Regions from separate parts of the Sus scrofa genome. Here region 1 is linked to region 2. Evidence: chromatin contacts called from public HiChIP or PLAC-seq data. All regions are on one chromosome and are shown on one strand. The core of a region is the stretch at or near the end of the contact, and the rest is flanking DNA. Distances in the headings are between cores, read along the strand shown. Region 1 overlaps GRK5 (G protein-coupled receptor kinase 5). Region 2 overlaps GRK5 (G protein-coupled receptor kinase 5).

Region 1 (7,455 bases), core at 3,637-6,136, 170 kb before region 2:
CCAACACCAGTTCCCTGTGCCTTGTTATGTCAAATCTTTATCTACAGAACTTGCCTCCATCTTTACAATGGCTCTCAACCACGGGCACTGTGTCCCCAGGGATACTGGACACCTGTCTGGAGACTACTGGCCGTGCCCGTGGATGCAGAAGTTCCCAGGCCAGGGTCAAACACATGTCACAGCGGTGACAACCTTGGATCCTTAACGCCCTGTGCCACCAGAGATCTCCATGGAGACATTTTGATTGACACATGGGAGTGGGTGCTACTGCCATCTATTGGGTGGAGGCCGGAAATGCTGCTAAAGACCCCCCAAGGCACAGGTCATTCCCACGACCCAGGCTGAGGGACCCTGAGACTCTGATGAAGCGCTGGCCTGCCCCTTCTGCGCGGGGACCCATCAGCCAGTGGGTTCAGGCACTTCAGACAGGCTGCCTGTCCCCCCTAGGCCACTGCTGCTGTGGGTCTCCCAAGCCCACAAATTGGTCTCTGTCTCCTGGAAAGGCCAGGCCTGGGGGTTTCCCAGAGCAGAGGCTGGGACAGCAGGGTGGGGGGTAGGGGGGGAGCTTACCTGACGCTTGAAGAGCCTGTGGAGCAGCCCTTTCTTCGGTGGTTCCGGAGGGTGGCTTCTGTTCAGGTCCGGTGAGAGGGTACCGTTAGGTCCAAACACGTTCAGCTCCTTAAAGCACTCCGTTTCTATCATCTGGAGAAGCGTCAAAACACGGGGGTGTGAGCGGCTGCATGGGTCATCTTGGGTGGAAAGGAATCCCAGTGGGCCAGCCCTGGCTGGCGCCGTCCTCAGCCTGGTCCTCAGCCTGCGGGGGCCTCCACCACCCTCCATCTCACCAGGCTGACACCTGGCAGCTCCCCGCCTGCCCACCGCCCCTCCTGGACAGCCTTGCAAGCCGCCCTCCCTGAGACAGCAGAGCCGGTCATGGGGGGGGGGGGAAAGGGGAGGGGAGGGTGAGGGGGGTGGGGGGTGCTTATCTTCCAGCCCCGAACCCACCTCCTCCTCCACCCCAAAGCTGCAGCCCCCTTGCCCCATCATTTCCATCTCACTCGAACCAGCTAGAACTTGCCCCAATTCTGACCCCCTTAAGCACTCGGCTGCTGCCCCATTTCTCTTCTTCCCGGCCGAACGTCTCCAGAGTCTCCGGACAGGCCGTGTCTGCCTCACCTCCTATTCCCGTCCCGCCAGCTCCTGACCCGGCACCACACCATGTCCCCTCCACACCCCACCACACCCCAGTCCAGCCACAGGGACGCCCACCCAACTGTCCCTCTCCTGCCCCCGCTGCACCCTCCCCCCGGGGCGAAGCCGAGGACCCCGTGGTGCTCACCTCGCTCTGCCACGGGATGGGCACGGAGCCCGTGGAGAACTTGGAGTAGAAGTCGTCGTCCGTGTGGTCCAGGTTGACGCCCTTGACAGTGGAGAACTGCTCGATGTCCAGCACATCCTTGCAGTACACGGCCCGGGGCTGGGAGGGCAGGGCACTTGTACTGGGGGCCCTGCCCAGGGCTCTGGGGCCCCCGGCCAGGCCTGGGGGTCTTGATGGGAAACAAGGGAGGTCTCCCAGGGCCACCCTAGCCCTGGGAACCCGAGCTGCCCTCACTCAGAGGTGCCAAGGCCCCCAGTTGGAGTGATGAGAGCTCAGGGCCCCCTCCCGCTGTCACTGCCCCACACAGGCTGTGACGGGGAGGTCCCAGGAAGACTTCACATCAGAGGCCAGTCAGAGGTGGTGGGTCAGCATGCAGGCTCTGCAGCCACAAAGACCTGGGCTGGGGTCCCAGCCGTGGTGCTTCAGCACTTTGGGAAAGTCACACATCCCCTGAGGCCTCAGTTTACTTGCCTGCATAATGGGGATAGTGGAAGCACCTGGCCAAGGGGCTGTGTATGGACGTGGCACTATAACCGCAATGATTTCTTTTATCTCACTGGTCTGGGGCTGCTGTGCTGGGACTGAGAGACAAACCCGGGCCCTGCCCTCTGGGAGTTCAAGGTTAGTCATAGGGGTCGCCCAGGGGGCTCTGAGAGCCTGGGATTCTGGAGATGAGGGCTTCATAGAGGGGATGATGCCAGGCTGGACGCAGAGGGAGCCCCCAGACTTAGAGTCCTGCTGCTGGAGGCCAGGGGTCCTGCTATTGGAGGCCGGGGGTTGCCCCCTGCCCCCTGGGTCTCCACCCCACCCCAGGGCCCAGCATAGATGTTGAGCGAAGTCAAAAGTGGTAAGTAGGTGCATAGGCTCGATCCAGGCTGGGGAGGCTACTCACATCCGGAACAAAGGGAGGATCCAACATCCCAGCTTCTAAGCGCTTGAAATTCATGTTCCTGAAGAAGGGGTGTCTTTTGACCTCTGCAGCCCCCTCCTCCTGGCAGCCCAGCCTCTGCTTTGCATCTTTGGTGAGCAGCTGTGACAGGAAAGTCCCATGAGGACACGCCTGGGGCTGTTCCTCCTGCCTGGAGGCCCGAGGGGCCGAGGGGCTTGGAGAGCCCGTAGTTATCTCCCTCTCACACGTGTCCCTGAGACCCCCGGACATCCGTCCTCTCACCTCCATGGTGCCTGCACCACTCCAGGTACCCAGTGGACACTGCCCAACCCTGCTCAGACCTCGATTCGGCCTCCTGAGCTGCGCTGTGCCTGGTGGTCCCACATTCCCAGGGTGCTCAGATGCCTGGTCCCCAGAGAGCAGGAATCCTGTTGCTCCCCACGACTGCGTGTCCAGCGCCAGTGCCTGCCTGGAGCTGGTGGGATCTCTTCTGCTCCAGGTCAGCTACGAAGGGCAAGGGCTCGTCTCTAGTTTCTCTCATTCATTTACTCAATTCACAGGTACACTGTAGCCTGGTACCCAGTAGGTCCCGAGAGAGAGGATGCTGAGGGTCTGGCCTCAGCAAAACCATGTTCAAAGGGCCCATCAAGGCAATACAGATATGACACCAAGGTGGCAGAGGAACAGGGACTGGCTGCAGGCTGGGGGACCGGGAGGCCTCCTGGGGAGGTGGCCTTTGAGACAGGCTGGCGAAGCAGGGAGAACACGCTGGAGGGACCTGCATCAGCATGAGCAGAGCAGCAGGGACGCTCAGGGTGTGCTTGGGGAACACTGGTCTTTGAGTTTGAGTGAAGGCTGAGTGCGACGGACGGCTCAGGGAGAAGGAGACTGGTGGGGGACAGGGATAGAGGGTCCTGAAGGCCAGGTCTGGAGGTGGAATTTTAATCCCAAGGTAGTGGGGAGCCAAAGATGGTTGGGGTAGACGAATATCCTCGTCACAGCCAAAAGGCAGGACACTTAATAGAGGAAGAGGCTGCAGCAACAGCCAGCCGGCCAGATGGGAGGAAGGTGTGAATGAAAGATGTGGGAGGGGGGGAAAGGGAGGGGAGGGGGAGAGGGAGGGGCGGGCCTTAGTGTGGGAGGGGCAGGGCCGCCACGCCCCTCCCCTCAGTCTCAGGCTCCAGCCCCAGCTTCTCTCTCCTGCCCCACTGAGCACTGCACCCTGTATACAGTTGCAATCTACTAAGTGTCTGCTTTGAGTATACAATCAAGATGAGTGGCCTGCCTGCACCTTGGAGGGAGTCCAGCCCTATCTTTCACCAATATTCTGGCATCCTTGGCACTTGTTCATTTAACACGCATTTGCAGCTTGCCTCAGAGCCATTGGCGGGGGGGGGGGGGGGGAGCTCCTGGGGCTTATGGTCTGGAGGGTAGCTTTGCTGGGACAGTCCCCCCCTAAAAAAAAAAACAACAACCCACTAAGGAATGAAAGGGGGCAGCAGGGCAAGCACCAGGTCACAGCCTTGAAGGGACTAAGCCATTTGGTCACTGACCACCCGGCATGTTTCACCCCAGGGCCAGCAGCTTGGGGCCTCCCTTGGCTGTCTTCCTGGGGCTTTGCTCTGCTCACAGAAATCCCAGGAGGCCATGGACCCCAAAGCCTGCAGGGGCTGGCGGCTGGCCAGACAGAGAACACAAATGAGGGCTATAAAGGAGAGAGGTAGGCTGGGTGGGCTGTGTCAGGCGGCCCATCAGCTCCTGCCAGCCAGCAATGTCGGCCAGTGTCCAGGGCTTCTACTTTTTTTGAGAGAAGCCAGAAAAATCAAAGTTTTTTAATGTGAATTCAGCCCATTTTAAAGTCTTGGCAATTAGCCTATTATTCACCTCTTTCTAAAACACTGCGCAAGCTGAAATAAATGCCCACGTACCCGCTGCTTGTTTGCAACCTGGGCATCAGGTCAAGTTGATACATTCAACATCAGGTATGGACCCGGAGAAGCGGGAGGGAGAGAAGCTGTGAGTTGAATGGGGTGCAGGCAGAGAGGGCTTCTGGTGAGAGTGAGCTGGCTACGGGGCCGGTGGGGAAGGACCAGTGCTGGGACTCAGCAAGGGCCTAAGAAAGTGGGGGCTGAGGTCTGGGCCCAGGGATTGGACCCAGGGGACAGTGCGATGAGATGCATGCGTTTCTGGATCCCAGGGGAGGGGGGTCTTGTGGCTGCCAAAATGGAATGGGGGGTGGAATCTGGGGGCGGAGGTCCAGCTTCCTTGTTGTTTGTAGCGAGGCCTTGTTCAGCAGGCGGGGCCGGAGCTGTCCGGGGCCTCCATGGTTTCCTTATAGTCAGGCCCTGCCATGTCCCAAGCTGGTGTCCCTTGGCAGTGACAGCACAAGCCTGGCTGCCAGAGCAGATGGGCTGGGGTTAAGGGTGTAGAAGAAGCCAAGACCAGAATCTCAAGACTCCAGGGTCATTTGTAAGGAGACAGAACAAGGCCAGAGGCCTCCTAAGGTTCTTCTCGCTGAGAAAGATAAGGGGACCTTGGTCTGACACTTGCACCCACAGGCTGAGGTCTGCCTGGAACCCCAGGCTCAGCTGTCGCCTTTCCTTCAGTGACCACCAGGAGGCAGCAGAGGAGCAGCAGTGCCCCTGGTCCTGGAGCGCCAAAGCCGATGACTGTGGGCAGGGAGGGGGCCCTCTGTGGCTCTCTGTCCTCTCAGCATGTCCACGTTGCCATTGAGGATCTCTCAAGACCTGCTTCTCTGAATTCCTGACCCTGACCTGGGACAACTGGGGATGCTCTGACCTTCTTCCACCCCTCACCCAATTAGGTCCCACTGGATAGATGTCTGGTTGCGCCGTCACCAGGTATTGTTGCCTTCCCCCCACCCCAGTTTTCAAGCATCGCTAGGACCCCACGTGTCCATGTACCTGCCTTTTGCTGCCTTGCTCCTCTTGTGCCCCCAGCCCCAGCTCTGGCCGCTGTGAAACCCTGTTTTCTTAGAGGCGCCCCAGCTGCAGGCAAGTGCCCAGCTGCAGGCCGGCCCTCATGGTCTGGGTGTGTGTTTGCCTGTGTACACGCCATCCTCCCTCAGGGTCTCACACACACACATGCAAATGACAGCTCTATGTTCGGTTCCTCTCCCTTAGGAAGTGGTCAGGCGGCAGCTCGGCCCAAGTCCTTCTTCCCCGCCTCTGTGACATCAGACTGAGGCTGGTAGAGAAAGCAGTCCGGCAGGGGCAGATGGCTTTAGGAGGGCAGACTTCTGGGCAGGGGGAGCTATGCCAGGTGGCTCCTGGGCCCCTAGCAGTGCAGCCTCTGGTCTTCTAGAAGCAGGAACTTCACTACTTTTAATCAGATCCCTGGGCTGCCCTTCTGTGATTCCAGCCTGATTGTTTATGCACAGGATTCAGACATGGGGGAGGGAGGGCAGACCCCAGGGCCAGCGGCCTCTGCTGCTCCCATGCAGTGTGATCCAGGGACAAGAGGTGCCCCGCACCAGTGCTCAGTCCCTTCCTGTCCCTGTGTGGCTGGCATTAGAGGGCAGCTGCCTATGGTGGGAGTGCCAGCACAGCTGGACCTGTACCAGAGGGAGGGGGCCCAGGGGGCACAGGTGGGAGCCCGAGAGCCAGGCAGGAAGGGAAGGGGCCCACCTGGGTTGGTGGGAGGGGCCGCAGTCACTCACTGACTCTCTCCCAGCTCCCCCGTTTCTTTTTCTGGCCTCCGCATGCAGTGGGTTGATGTGGGATCTCAGTTCCCAAACTAGGGATTGGACCCAGGCTGTAACAGGGAAAGCACCAAATCCTAACCACTAGCCCACCAGGGAACTCCCCCTCCCAGCTCCACTTTTGATGGCTCCTGTCACTCCTTCCTCTATCTGGCTTCTAAACCCTCAGTCTGGCTCCACCCAATGAGCCTGTCTAAAGGTCACTCCCCAAGGGAGCCCTGCTTGTGGTCAGACCAATTCACTGTCCATGGATGCTGTCATGCAGGACCCCAGCAAGTGTGACCAACATCCACGTACTGGGTAGAAAACTCGATTATAAGACGTTCGAAGACTGAAACTATCACCCTGCTCCCCAAACCTGCAGCCTCTGGCCTCAAGCCAGCACCCAGAGATCCAGAGCTGGAGGGAGCAGGAGGCCCAAGGTCAACGGTAGGAGCTGCCTGAGGTCCCTTTGCATCTTGAGGACCAGCTGGGGTCATCCCCTTTCTCCCCCATGCTGACTTCCCCAGAGAGCTGGATGGGATGATGTCACCCACTGCTCATCACAGTCCCCCCTCTCATCACTGGGCCACCCTGCTCCCCACCCCCCAGGCCATCACCGCCTGCTCCCTGGCCTGCTGGCTTCACGGCCCGCACCCTAGTGTGCCCCGGCCCTGCCCCCTCGGCCTGTTTGCCGTTCTCGGTTAAGGGCAGGAAGGGGAGCCAGCACTGGACACCCGGCCCAAGGGCAGCGACTGGTTCACCGGGAGCTCACCATTTTGCAGATGGACTTGGCCTCCTCGGAGAACTTGTGCGAGTACACCTCCTCCGTCTCCAGGACCCGGCGGTCCACCTCCTCCCTCTTCACCTTCTCCTTGCGGCCGCGGAAGGGCGACTGGCCCTCGATCATCTCGTAGATGAGGCAGCCCAGGCCCCAGTAGTCAGGGCTCAGGCCATACCTCTGGTTGTTCAGGACCTCCGGGGCTGGGGGCAGAGCAGGGGGCCGAGAGAGGTGAGAGACAGGCGCATGGGGCCAGGGCTGTGACTCACACCAGCGGGGCCTCAGGATGTCCTGCAGCCAGCAGTGACGGTGCTGCCTGGAGCTTCGTGGCTGAGACCTCTTGGCCCTGCTGCCTCCTCCCCACCAACGGCTGTAAACACCGCCTCTTCCGGGGAGCCTGCCCTGGTTGCTCTCCACTGTGCTCCCAACAGACTCTGTGGATTTAGAAGCCTGAGCGCAGCGGATGAAAACACCCTGGTCCCTTGATGTCCCCCCAACAGAATGTGAGCCACATGATTCTCCATGGTGCCTGGTAACAGGGGTGACACCTGGCACACAGCAGATACCGCCCACGTATGCGTTTCCATGAGTGCAGGTGTGTCCACCCAAAGTAAAGATGATTTTAAATTTATCTGGAGTTCAAACAGCTTCTCAATATGACATCCCTAACATTTGGATAAAATGAATCATAGATTCACCAGGGAAGT
Region 2 (7,540 bases), core at 2,975-5,474:
AGGGACCACAGCCAAGGGCATGGGGGAAGCTAAGCTGCAACTTTCCCTCAACAGGCAAAGATGCCCCTGCCTCCAGCTGCAGACGGCGGGCTGGGGAGGAACGGCCCTGCTTCGGGAGACACGAGGGTCACCAGAGGAAACAGAAGCACGAGGAACAGCCACCTAGGAACCTTTGCTGAGCCTCCCAGGTTTCTGATGACCCAGACACCACTTTCAAGGCCAAGGTGACACTCGGAATGAATGGGCTGATTACCCTCTGAAGGCAGCATGGTGGCAGAGTGCCTGAGGGACCCTCAGAGGGAATGGCAGCCCTGGGGTGTCCCCGCAGGGTTCCTGCTTGCCTGCTTCCCGTCCACGTCATATGCAGCCCACCAGGAACTTTCCCCTCCTGCTGGCTCATATCTTCCAGCCTTGGCAAGGTCAGACTGCCCAAAGAACAGTGTGGTCAGTGTTCCCTGCGGTTGCCTCCAGGGAAACTGCCAGAGCCCAGGGTATCACCTGGTGTCAACCAGTACCTGGGTCCAGCTTCTCAGCTTCTCAGCTCCTGGACGAATGTCTGGGTTGGGAACCCATCCCTAGTCACACGCCAAGAGCCAACGAAGCTTTGCTGCAAACCAAGCACCTCAGGGCTCTCTCATTCACAACAAACCCACTCTAACTAGCTAAAGAAAAAGAGAACACCAAGATTAGGAAAGGCTACCCCAAAATCTCAACAAGAAATGATGGTGATACCACTGAAAAGCCCTAGGCATTACAAGATAACATGAGAGAAGTTCCTGTTGTGGCTCAGTGAGTTAAGAATCTGACTAGCATCCATGAGGATGTGAGTTCGATCCCTGGCCTCCCTCAGTAGGTTAAGGATCCAGTGTTGCCATAAGCTGCAGCATGGGACACAGATGCGGCTCAGATCCAGTGTGGCAGTGGCTCCGGCGCAGGCTGACAGCTGTAGCTCCAATTCGATCCCTAGCCTAGGAACCTCCATATGCCTCAGGTGCAGCCCTAAAAAGACGAAAAAAAAAAAAGAAAAAAAAAAAGATAACATGAGAAAATCTAGATGACATCAGGTTTGGCATGACCCTTTAGACACAACACAAAAACGTGATCAGAAAAAGAAAGAATAGATAAGCAGGACTTCATTAAAATGAAAAACCTCCACTCTGTGAAAGATAATGTCAGGAGAATGAAAAGATGAGCTACAGACTGGGAGAAAATATTTGCAAAAGACACATCTGATGAAGGACTGTTATCTTAAATATACAAAGAACTCTTAAAACTCAACAAGAAAACAAACAACCTAATTAGAAAAGAGGCCAAAGACCTTAACAACCACTACGTCAAAGAAGAGGTCCTGCTGTGGCACAAGGGGATCAGCGGTGTCTCTTGAGCACAGATCGAATGCAGGTTCGATCCCCGACCAGGCACAGTAGGTTAAGGATCCAGCGTTGCCACATCTGTGGCGTAGGTAGGTCACAGCAGTGGCCTGGATCCAATCCCTGGCCCGGGAACTCCACATGCCACAGGGAGGCCAAAAAAGAAAGAAACGTATACAGATGGCAAATAAGTAAATGAAAATGTGTTCCACATCTCATGTCATTAGGGAAATGCAGATTAAAATGAGACAGCACTACACATCTACCAGAATGGCCGTAATCTGGAACACCAGCACCACCCAATGCTGGTGAGGATGGAGGGCGATGGAAACTCTCACTGCTGGCGGGAAAGCAAGACGGTACAGCCACTTTGGAAGATGGTTTGGCAGCATCTTCTAAAACTAAACAGACTCTTTACCATACGACCCAGCAACTGCATTCCTTGGTACTGACCCAAAGGAGCTGAAAACATGTCCACACAAAAACCTGCACACAGCTATTTATAGCAGCTGTATTCATAAATGCCAAACCTTGGAAACAATCAAGAAGTCCTTCAGGAGGCGAATGGATAAATAAACTGTGGTCCATTCAGACAAGTGAATATTAGTCAGCACCAAAAAGAAAAGAGCTATCCAGCCATGAAAAGACATGGAGGAAACTTAAATGCATATTACTAAGTGAAAAAAAGCCAGTCTGAGAAGGCTACATACTGTTGGATTCCAACTATATGACATTTCGGAAAAAGCAAAGCTATGGAGGCAATAGAAAGATGAGCGGTTGCCAGGAGCTAGGGGTGGGGAGGGATGAAGTAGGCAGAGCACAGAAGTTTCATTTAGGGCAATGAAACTCTTCTGGAGCCTAACTAAACCATGGACTTTGTGGAATTACGATGGGTCATGTAGGTTCATCAATGGTAACAAAGGTACCACTCTGGTGGGGGGTGTTGGTAACAGAGGGGGATGAGCACAGGTAGGAGCAAGGATACATGGGAACTCTCGGTACTTCCTTTTAATTTTGTTGTGAAGCTAGAACTGCTCTAAAAAAAGTAAAATATTAAAAAAAAAGAAAACAACCAACTAAGTATATGGCTCAGCCACTCTCCCACCATCAAACAAACCCCAAAACCACAGTCAAAAAAGTTAGTGGCCAACAAAGCCTGGGGAAATAAGTCCTGCCCTATGGGTCAGAGCAGTGGCCCACCTGCACCTGTGGTCTGAGGTCCCATGCCTAAGGCACCCTCGACGGGCTGGAGAAAGCCTGGGCCTGAAGTGTTGAGGCTGGCACCCTGCCCTCAACATCCAGTAATGAGCACCACGGATTGTTCATGGCTAAATTTACTGAAAATATTTTTCAAATGGCCATATGGAGTCTGCACATTCTTGAAGTCACTCACTCCTGATCTTTACAACCTATTGTACCAAGGCAGACAGCAGAAGCCCACAATGGAGCTCCATTTGGAAGAGACCACATCGAAATCCCCTTTGTGCCACCTGTGTCCATCATGGCCTCTAATGCTACTGGGCTCAGAACAGGTGCCAGCGGATGCATCTCAAAATCACCTCTTTTGAGCTTAGGGTGCAGGGGCCAAGACCCCCTTCCAGAAATCCACAGTCTACCCATGATGGTGTAACCTCCTCTCTGACGGGGCCCTTAAAACTGGTTAACGGTACCCCCATTAATTCATTCGTGATTAATCCATTAGTTGCCCTCATATTCTGAGATGGCGAGATTGGCACGTGTGTGGTGCTGGAGAGAAGGATTTTCTCTGGTTCTGTACAAGAATCCTAAAATGCCGAGGGCGGAAAGGACACTGCAGGCTGTCAGGAGGGACCGTCACATCCCTGTCCCCCCACACCCTCGGGGACCATCCAGCTTCTGCTTGGAGCCCTCTCGGAACAGAAATCCACGCTGTCCTCGGTGGCTCAGGTCCCTCCACCATGGTCTTGCCTCCTCTCCCTCCAGTTCCAAGAGCTGGACCACAAATGACCTGGACAATCTAATGGGGTCAGGCTTTGGGAACTTGAAAGGCAGTGACCTCTGCTCCCCACTCCCCCAGCACTTCACTTTCTTCCAGGTTCTCTTGTATGACCAATGCCCTTTCAAAGGATACCGAATGCTGGCCTTTTCAGATGCGGCTCATCAGTCAGGGCAAACCCCCTACCCGCCGTGTGCTGGCTTTGTGCCAGGCCCCACCCGAGCACCTTACGAACAGGTGCAGTAAATGCTCACAGCCACCCTGTGAAAGAGGGATTTCGTGCACTCCGTTTCACAGATGAGAAACGCTCAAAGGTAAGCAGCACGTCCAAGGTCACAGGGCCGGTAAGAGCAGGCGCCGGGGTGCAAACCCAGTTCTGTTCTCATTCAGCATCTGTGCGTCCTGTGCAAGGCAGAGGCTCAGAACATTCTGAACCGTTTCTATGAACAGACAATCACCACTACATCAAAGGAGGACCACATCAACTTACAGGGACAAACACCTTGATTCCACCTCGAGGTCAGGTGGGTCTGCTGGAGAGCCTTTCCCAACAGGATCTCCGAGGAGAGCCCCCAAAACAGGGCCCAACAGACAAGCGACAAGAGCACCTGGCATGTATTAGCACCAGATGGTTTCTGAATAGTAAGTCCTTTGAGCCTTCCGCCAAGGTAGGTACTGTTTTTACAGATGAGGAAACACACAGTTCAGGTAAGCAACTTCTCAGAAGTCACAGGTAGCTGCTAGAAGTGCGAGAGCTGGGACTCAACCTCGACTACCTAGTTCTCAAACATGGGTTTCCTCCTGCCTAGTGAGAGGCCCCCTGTTGCCCTCCCTCAATGCAGCCGGCACTGAACCTCCTCGCACACACAGGCCAGCGTTGACGGCATGAGTCACTCACGCGTCCTGGACCAGCCAAGGTCTCCAGACTCATGGAGCCAGTGACTCAGTGCAGCCGCCTGGTTTGGGGCTCCAGATTTCTCTTTGTCGACTGCATGGATCTGTGTATGTTAAAAGCATGTTGACTAGAGCAAAACAAAGCAGTCAATGCGGGCAAACAAAATCTGTAGGAAACACATGGTTTCAGCAAGTCACTGGGGCAGCAAACAATAGAAAGGAAAGGCCATGAAGAAGCGCAGCAAAGAGAAACTGCCTTGCAGGTCCCGGACCTGTAGACCCCACACTTGTGCCAGCAGCTTCAGTAGTGGTGGGTAGAAGAGCCTCTACAGAGGCAAGGCCATAAATCAATCATGCATACATCAATAAAACTTTAAAAAATGGAAAAAATTTTAATAAAAAATAAAAATAACTTAAAAATAAAGAGGGGAGGCCCGTGACTGAGAGACCACAGGCCTCCGCGGCGCCTCCCTGAGTGACCAGAGCGCCTGAGGGCGTGGAGGATGTGGCAGAGCACGTGTGACCAGGGTGGAGCTTCCGGTGGAACCCTCGATCCCTCCGCCTGGCGTTCACAGAGCCGGCGCCTCCCCAGGGGCCACCGTTCTGTCTGACGGGGAGCTTAGGAAAGCGCCTGTCTGCTATTATTCAGCAACTTCTGGGTGGGTCCTGCTATTATTATTAACAAAGATAAGATTACAACTAATAATAACGCATGACATTTAAATGCATTTTGCTTCAGCCTGTCTCTCGGAAGTAGGGGAGAGTTCAAACTCCACCTTGGTATCGCTGGCGAGGCCTCGCGTGCCAGTTCACCCACACGCAGATGAGGGTTCCAGCTCTTCTTCAGAACCCAGCGATTTGGTTTTTTTCCTTTGCCAGGTACTCTGCAGTGTGAGCTGCTGGAAGGAAAATGTTTACGGTCTTACAAAAACCACCTCACTGTCTGCATGACACCTCTCAGAAGAAACAAACTTCCTCTGAAACCTCCTAGAGGCCAACCCCCCCCACCACACACACACACTCACACACACACTCACATGTGCATTCACCCAGCCTTTGACAGTCCGCAGGTGCTGTGGGCTCTGGTATGGGCAGCGTGAACCAGGCCCGCACCATCCAGCCTGGCCCAGTAAACCCACCAATGCACAATCACAAACTGGGGGGAGGGCCCTGGGGAAGGAAGGACCGAACAGGGGGCTGATGGAGCACAACGGGGCTGGTGGTCCACCAAGGAGCCCAGCGACTCAGGACGGCGAAGAAAGGCCTCCCTGAGAAGGTGGGGTTTGTGCCAAACCCTGAGGGGTGGCGAGGAATCGAACGGGTGAGGGGCAGGGAGAGGACCAGCACACACGAAGGTCAGGGAAGGAACTAACAGGAGGCTGAGCAGCAGGAAACCCGGATGGAAACGAGTACAAGGAGCAGCTGGAAGCGTGGAGGGCACAGCAGGAGGGTAAGCCGGCGGTGGGGGGGGGGCCTCCCTCCCAAGGTCAACATCCCAGCTGGGGGCTGGCAAGCTTTTGGGAGCCGGTGTCCGCGGAGAGGCCAGACAGCAGAACGCAGCAACTCCCGGGGTCCTGATCACTTCCTCCGGCTCAGCACATTCAAGTGCGTGAGGTCTCAGATCAGGGTCTGCCCACAGGGACCCCAACGACGGGCCCTGACTGCTCCGCTACGGGGCCAGCAAGTTAAGGGGCCATGGGATGCTCTCAGGAAATCCCTTCCTTGAGGACCAGGGCCTCCGGATGCCCACCTGTGCCCATTCTTCCTTCTCACAGGAAGCAGCCATGACCACACTCCATTGTTCTCGGGCAAGTCACGCCAATTGTTGGCGAACAGGCCACGCGCCACAGCAAGCAAGAAGGTGCCGGGTCTACAAACTTCCTGTGAAAAGTCCCTCTTCGTTTAGAAATGATGCTGCCTTGTTTGTACGTTTCCATTAGAGAACAAACAGAAGCCTGCCCGGAAGACATCAGGGTTATGACCACGGCCCCAGGAGGGGCCAGAACACCACGGAGACCTGGCTGCCAGGTGAGGGCTTCCCCTTTGTTATCCACTCCCAGCTCACCCAGGAGTGAGGCCAGCTGGGACCCAGGCCTCTGCGAGGGACTGACGGACCCCGCCTTCAGGTGGAGGCCTGGAGACGGGACCAGGACAGCATTCTCTAGGGACTAAAAGGACAACAGACCCCACCTGTCCCCCCATCTCTCCTCCACGTTCTGAGCTGATGAGGACAATGATGACCAAGATGACAGGGACCACACTTACTTGGCATTTATCCTGTGCCCTCTGGAGCATTTAAATCTCAACCACCCTATCACAAACCACAGAGGCTCAGGGAAATTAAATAAGTCAGCTCACATCCTCACTGGTAGAAGAGCTAGGATTCAGGCCTAGGCCAGCTGACCTTCCAACCTCAACATCACGCCCCCTCTGTACAATGAAGCGGCCAAGGGGATCTAGCTCATCGACGGGGCTGCACTAATGGAGGCGGGTCCCCAGACATCAGGACCAAGTGCTGAACCCACACATGGGGTCTGCCCAGAAGCGGAAGGAAGTGAACTTGGAACTTCCTCTATGGTGAATAAACTTTACACAGGAAAACAGTGCAACCAAAAGCAAGAAATACACTGCATTGGATTTTGTTTTGAAATAATCTGTTTCTACTTAATGAACACAAAGGCTGTTTGAAAGCTGACTCTGACAATTCAATTTTCCCATCTGCTGCTTCAGACGCAGGTGAGAGATAAACGACAAATACAAAGAATGTCTCCATCCGGGAGGGTGCGTGGGGCTGTGGGCGAGGCGGGGATGTAGGACAGGAGCGGGGCTGGTACCAGTCATCGCTACCTTGTCCTTTGCCACCTGGTGACACACCCTGTAGGTACCAAACCTGGGTGGGCTTCAGAGAGGATACTCATTTGGGGACCAGCCCAAACAAGGGCACCCTATCCTTCTCTCCCTCATGTCTGCAGAACCACTGGCTCTGGCTCTAACCCCATCCTCGGGGACCCTGTTTCCTACCAGGCAGCATCTAGGGTTCTGGGCATTCCTGGGCAGAGCGGTAGGGAGGACCCTCGTTCCAATGCCTGGGCAGTCTTCCCAGTCCACAATACCATCTGTGAGGCTATGCTGGGATGAAGCGCCATGAAAATGGTAGCTTTGAGAAGTTCCCTGGTGGCTTAGCAGTTAAGGATCTGGCATTGGAGTTCCCGTCGTGGCTCAGTAGTTAATGAATCCGACTAGGAACCATGAGGTTGCGGGTTCAATCCCTGGCCTTGCTCAGTGGGTCCAGGATCCGGTG

The links. HiChIP or PLAC-seq counts read pairs in DNA pulled down with a chosen protein or histone mark.
Region 1: an H3K27ac HiChIP or PLAC-seq map of alveolar macrophages shows a contact between it and region 2. The contact joins two enhancer-like sites. A contact is called at or near these places in 3 of 47 Hi-C or Micro-C datasets (brain and skeletal muscle) and 1 of 2 datasets of contacts at active chromatin or transcription factors (alveolar macrophages).

What each region holds. Positions count from the first base shown.
Region 1 is chr14:129,337,297-129,344,751 of Sscrofa11.1, reverse strand. It overlaps GRK5 (G protein-coupled receptor kinase 5), which reads right to left. Exons shown (of 16, transcript XM_001928584.6): 12 at 6,743-6,951; 13 at 2,271-2,408; 14 at 1,340-1,477; 15 at 571-702. Among named protein-coding and RNA genes, the nearest start is that of RGS10, 83 kb to the left of the region's middle. Within about 2 kb of position 4,886, at least 8 of the 83 cell types and tissues checked have an H3K27ac peak or open chromatin away from gene starts, as enhancers often do. A contact at or near this core is called in alveolar macrophages, where this site is marked.
Region 2 is chr14:129,168,050-129,175,589 of Sscrofa11.1, reverse strand. All of the region lies in intron 1 of GRK5 (G protein-coupled receptor kinase 5), which reads right to left. Among named protein-coding and RNA genes, the nearest start is that of GRK5, 58 kb to the right of the region's middle. Within about 2 kb of position 4,224, at least 33 of the 83 cell types and tissues checked have an H3K27ac peak or open chromatin away from gene starts, as enhancers often do. A contact at or near this core is called in alveolar macrophages, where this site is marked.